Regions from separate parts of the Triticum aestivum genome. Here region 2 is linked to region 1. The links are chromatin contacts, called in public Hi-C maps. All regions are on one chromosome and are shown on one strand. The core of a region is the stretch at or near the end of the contact, and the rest is flanking DNA. Distances in the headings are between cores, read along the strand shown.

Region 1 (3,042 bases), core at 113-2,612:
CTGCATCCCTTCCTCTCCCTCTACCACCACCCTCTCCTCTACCCCGTCCCCCTCCGCCCTAGACTACTGGCACCTCCGGCTCCCATAGTAGCCACTCACCCCGGTGGTTAGGCTAACACATACACTAGTGTAACGTGCGTGTTCGATTCCTGAAAGAGGCCTACTTTTCTGCATCTCATTCGTGGGCCGGCCCATGAGGGAATATTCCATTTGCGGCGCTGAAGGTGCTGCGTATGCGAAATCACTAACTAAGAAGTACTTTTTTCAAAAATTAGTCCCATCTCCTCTGATTGCGACATCTGTTTTCCCTTTTTTTATCTGTTTATTCAAAATATTTTATCTTTTAAATCATGCGTCCAAATGTCGAACCACCATTGGATTCCTCGCGTCGACATCTTCAAAACAAGATCTTATGTTGATAGATTTTGACCATTTTTTTCATGAAAAAACCAGATAAAATTTTTTGAACGGAAAAACCGAATTGAGAGCATGTTTTTTCTCTTTCTGAAAGAGGCACGGTCGTGCCTCTCACGTAAGCACAACTGTACCTTTCGCGTAAGCAAAACCATGCCTCTCACGGAAGGAAAAAAACACACAAAACACATTTTTTTTCGTTTTCGAGAGGCACGACCATGCCTCTCATGCAAGCATAACCGTGTCTCTCGCGGAAGGAAAAAATAAAAAACCCGTTTTTTCCCGTTTTCGAGAGGCACGGCCATTTCTCTCGCGAAAGTACAACTGTGCCTCTCGTGAAAGCAAAATAGTGCTTCTCGCGAAAGGAAAAAAACAGAAAACATGTTTTTTTTCGTTTCCGAGAGGCATAACCGTGCCGTGCATCTCGCAGAAGCAAAAGCGTGCCTCTAGCGAAAGGAAAAAATAGATAACGCGTTTTTTCGTTTCCGAGAGGCATAGCCGTGCCTCTCGTGAAAGCAAAATCGTGCCTTTCGCAGAGGCAAAAAGACGTGTTATTTCACACAACTTTTTGGTCCAAATGCTAAGAAAGACCGGTGATAAACAAAAAAAATCTAAAAATACCATTTAAAAAGCCAAAAACGCGTGATTTTTTTTTAAAAAATCCTAAAGGAGGGCCCATAGCACGACGCGTGGCGGCGGTTGAGACCGTGCCTGACGCGTTCTTAACTCACCCAAATAATCATTGGAAGACTCTCGAAGAAGCGCTCGCCAACTAGTTGCTCTCCTGCGTAGGAGCACCCTTGCTTGATCGGCTGCCATTTCATAACTCAGGCTGCATGGGTGGCCACACAGTATAGCCGCCCCGATGGGCCATGGTGGCTGGCCCTCTGCACGAAGTGATCGTTACTTGCTTGCCTTTGCGGCCCGGCCCACTCGGCGAAGATGCCTTGGCAGCGAAGTACCATACCATTCCCGGATGCCGGCTTCATTTCCCAGCTGGATCTCCACCTCCGTAGTTCTTCCTTCTTTATCAATTTGCGCCCGTCGCGTTGCTTCTTCCCCTCGAACGAACCCCGCGGAGGCAACCAAGTCTACTCCCCGTCCACGCCAATCCTCCACCTCCTCCGCCGCCTGCACCTCGTCGCCGCCGGCCTCCATGATGAAGGACAAGATGAAGGATCTCATGAAGAAGGTCACCTCCTCCTCCGCCCCGTCCTTCAAGGGCCCCTCCCACGTCCTCGGCTCCGGCCCTCCCCCCTCCGCCTCCGCCTCCTCCTCCCGCCCCTCAAACCCTAACCCTAACCCCAGGCCCGCCCCCAAGCAGCAGCCCCCGCGCCCATCCGCCCCCTCCGAATTCACCCCCTTCACCGCCGTCATCTCCTCCTCCTCCTCCCGCCGCCTAGATGCCAACGGCGGCGACACCGTCGCGTGCCCCAGCTGCGGCGACGCCTTCTCCTCCGAGCACGCCGTCTCGGAGCACCTCGACGGCTGCCTCGCGTCGGCCGGCGGCGCCCGCGCCCGCGCGGCCACGTACCTCTCCGGCAACCCGCCCGCTGCGGCCGTCGAGGTCGTGAAGAAGCTTCTCGGCAACCTGCTCAAGGAGCCCGGCAACGACAAGTACAGGAGGGTCAGGCTCGGTAACCCTAGGATCAAGGAGGCCGTGGCGGACAGGGAGGGCGGGCTTGAGCTCCTCGAGGCGGTCGGGTTCACGATCGGGGATGAGAGCGGGGAGCTCTTTGCCGTGATGGACGAGACTCCTGCGGAAGCGAGGCTTAGCGGGATCAGGCAGGCTGTGCTCCTACTTGAGAGGTCCCATCCTTCGGCACCGCTACCGACGCTGTCCGGGTCTGAGTCCAAAGAGAGCTGCCGCAGCGGAGTCGATGAGCAAAAGGAGGTTAACAAGATTGTTGATCGTCAGGTGAGCAGGCGTCTAATTCAATGTACTCCATCAATTGGTTATGTGAATGATCATATTTTGGTCAATGAATTGAACTGCATGGATAGTTTGGTTTGTCCACACTCTGATATTCTGGGTATGCTCATGCAACATCTTTACTCGTGAGAAATAGATTTTGTTTGAACTTGGTGATGAGTAAAAATGACTGAATATTGATGTTCTTACACCAATAGATCATAAAAATGTGGTGCCATTTCTGTGAGGTCAGTGCATAAATTCTGCGGTCATGTTCATATATAGGTATGTCTTAACAATGTGGTGCCATTTCCATGAGATATTGTGGAATCCCAGAAAACTTGCAGTCTATATTACTCCACAGTTTTGATAAAGCACATTTAGACGTGCCCTAGACAAGTTGGAGGTCAGAATGCAGGAAACTAAGTAGTTTGTAAAATGTGATACTTCCTTTTGCTGAACACTTCTATATTCATGTTTGAGTTTTGGCCTGTCTTTTATATTGTCGTGCACTTCTACATTCATGTTTGAGCTTTAGCCTGTCTTTTATATTGTCGTACACTTCTGCATTCATGTTTTGAGTTTTGGCCTGTCTTTTGAATTGTTGTACACAGTACACTTTACCCTATGATATTTAGTTCATACATAAATTAAGTTATTTCTATGTTCTGAACATTGTAGCATTTTGTCAATGTTGTTACTTTTTGCTACAAAGT
Region 2 (3,004 bases), core at 504-3,003, 360 kb after region 1:
TCGAGGGGAGGATGGGGTTCGACGGAGTGGGGAGCGACAGGATCGGGGTCGAGCCCGTCGATCCAGATCGTGGGAGCGGCGCGGGGGGAGGGGGGAGTGGGGGGAGTGAGGTGGGTTGTTAGGGTTTCCCCTGGTGGGGATATGGAGGAGGGGGTGGGGTGCGGCTGGGCCGGCCTGGCGGCCCGATGGTCTGCTGGGCCGTGGCCCGGGGGGGGGGGTTCTTCTTTTTTTTTTGTTTTGTTTTCTTGTTTTCTCTTTTCCTTTTCTTTTATTTATTCCTTTCGGTTTTATTAAATTATTAATTAACTTCAATTTTGAAGAATGTGAGAACAACACCTAAATATGGTATGTTAAAGATATCACTGCCACATTAATTTGGACAGCTAAATAAAATAGTTTAATATTTTACAAAATACAAAAGGCATTTAATTACTTTCTTTTGCTGTTGTTTTATTTTCCTTTGAGCATTTAAACACTTTATAAAAATATGGTTTCATCACCATAATTACCTATGTATTATTTGGTTCACTCCGAACATTTAAATTTTAATATTTGAAAACTTTTATTGTTTGCTCGATTTTGAATTTGAAATTCGAACTAGGTTCCGAACTAATGCGAGTTTATCCACAGTAACCGAGGTGACATGGCATCATTAGCGGGGATTATCGTAGCTTAATTACCCGGGCGTCACACCTTGGTAGTTAGGCATCGGTGATGATTTTGTGAATCTCAGCGCTCCATGACTTCAGTCTTTTCTGGACGCCATTGACGCATTTGGTAGCCCGCATGAGGTTCAATTAGACCCATGAAATGTAGTTTTAGTTTATTTGCTTGTATGCTTTGCATCAAAATCTCGCCTCCTGTGATGTTTAAAGCATCTCCGGGCCTAATTGAGGAGAAATGCTCGAATCGAGCATTTTCAATGAGTCAGGCCCGAGCGATGCAATGAAGCGCACGTGGATGGCTTTTGCCATGCAAACTAGATGACACATGGTCCATGGGTGTAGCTGGTTGTACTTGGTTATGTTCTCATCAACCTCTTACTTTTTCGCTTAGTCCCTTTTAATCTACAAAGCGGTGCTTCGATTCGAGATAAGCTGTACATGAAAAAGATGCAGGTCGACAATCTGATTTCATTCGAGTGATTGGTTTGTAGTTCCGTTGATTGTATATGTTGAATTTCATGTTTGGAGCCTTTTCAGACAAATCTCGGCAAATTCCTCTGCACATTGTCAATGTTTTCATGTTGCAATGTACTCTCTCCGTTCCTAAATATTTGTCTTTTTAGAGATTTCAAATGGACTAATACATACAGATGTATATAGACATATTTTAGAGTTTAGATTTACTCATTTTGCTCTGTATGTATTCATTTGTTAAAATCTCTAAAAAGATAAATACTCCCTTTGTTCCTAGATATTTGGACTATCACATACGGATGTATATAGACTTATTTTAGAGTGTAGATTCACTCATTTTTCTTCATATGTAGTCACTTGTTGAAATCTTTAGAAAGACAAATATATAGGAACGGAGGGCGTACAATTTTTACTCACCCTTATTTTTTCTTTTGAGAAAAACTCACCCTTCTTTTTTGAGAAAAACTCACCCTTCTTATTTAACTTTTCAGGCACGGGCTTCGGGCCAACCGTGGATGCATGGGTTCTGTCTAAACGGGCCACAACTAGCACTTGCTACTAAAGGGCCCACAAATTAACCTAAAAAAAAGGAAAGGCCCACAACTAGTGTTGGCGAGTAAAGAACTTGCACGGTTGTTGCACCGAACGGCCGTGACCGCGAGACAGACCCGACAGCTCCGACTAAGAACGGCCGGCGGCTAGGGCGAGTCTACCTCGGTCGTTCTACCAAGTCCAAGCTAGGACACGGCGGCCGTCAGGGCTCCAACGAGGAACACCGGCCCTCTCGACCGCGAGGACCTGCTCCGTGCGGCGGCATCGGCTCCTCGTCAAGACAAGGTCAGCGCCTTGCCTCCTCCTCGATCTGCGCTGGTACTTACCCTAGAATTTCCCCGTCCACGGTGTGCAATTTTGAGCAGTATATACATGTGCTCCGACCTAGTTGCGAGCCTTCGTGATGTTTGATTTGGCCGTGCTCAGATTTGGGTACCCCCGTTGCTGATTCAGCTTCATAACATGTGCGTCGTATCTGAATTTCGTTGCGAACGTGCGCTGGTAAAATTCTCTAGCGTTTATTGCGGGCCGATGAAGTAGTTCATTCTGCCTGTGGCTGTAGCATCTGGTAGATTGCAAAAATCTGGGTACTAGGTTCTCCTGGTTGTGGATTCGGTGCGGCGATTTTAGTTTATAGAGTATTGATTCTCCCATGGTTGAGTGAGTTGCGCGCTGCCCTTCCTGAAATTCTGTCATGGTTCTGTTGCCCAATTCAGTTCCAAGCTCCTCTTGCATGAGAAGCAACCACTGTTCATATAAACGCAACTATAAACTATCACTTGCACCAAAGCTACAAACTCCGTGGTTGGTAATTCTGTCATCGATGTTAAAAGCATAATCATGTACAAATATGCAAACCTAATTATACGCGGAAATCCTCTCAGCTCAAATTGAATTGTAACAATCTCCCACGTTGTCAACGTCACCCCTCTTATGCGTGGAAAATATCGCAGCCTATGGTATTTGGGCGATCATGCAAATTTTGCACATCATCTACACATGTATTGCGAGAATCGATTTCGACATGGTTTTATGATGGAAGTATTTCACAAAATATTACTCCCTCCGTTTCTAAATATTAGTCTTTTTAGAGATTCCACTATGTACTACATGCGGAGCAAAATGAGTGAATCTACACTCTAAAATATGTCCATATACATCCGTATGTAGTTTTTAGTGGAATCTCTAAACAGACTTATATTTAGGAACGGAGGGAGTATATGGAAGTATACAGTTTCTCTGAATAAGACTTATGCACAAGACAATCCCTACATAAATACCCATGGCCGATCTGGCAGATAAAAATAATGAGC

Evidence for each region. A called contact is a pair of places that touch in the nucleus more often than the background predicts.
Region 2: a Hi-C map of leaf shows a contact between it and region 1, with 6 times the contacts expected there. The contact joins the promoter of LOC123103698 here to the promoter of LOC123103696 in region 1. A contact is called at or near these places in 3 of 5 Hi-C or Micro-C datasets (all in leaf) and 1 of 1 datasets of contacts at active chromatin or transcription factors (leaf).

Annotation. Positions count from the first base shown.
Region 1 is chr5A:414,554,856-414,557,897 of IWGSC CS RefSeq v2.1, forward strand. It overlaps LOC123103696 (plant UBX domain-containing protein 2), which reads left to right and starts at 1,363. Exons shown (of 3, transcript XM_044525362.1): 1 at 1,363-2,332. The coding sequence starts at 1,391.
Region 2 is chr5A:414,915,961-414,918,964 of IWGSC CS RefSeq v2.1, forward strand. It overlaps LOC123103698 (TPR repeat-containing thioredoxin TDX), which reads left to right and starts at 1,754. Exons shown (of 9, transcript XM_044525364.1): 1 at 1,754-1,976.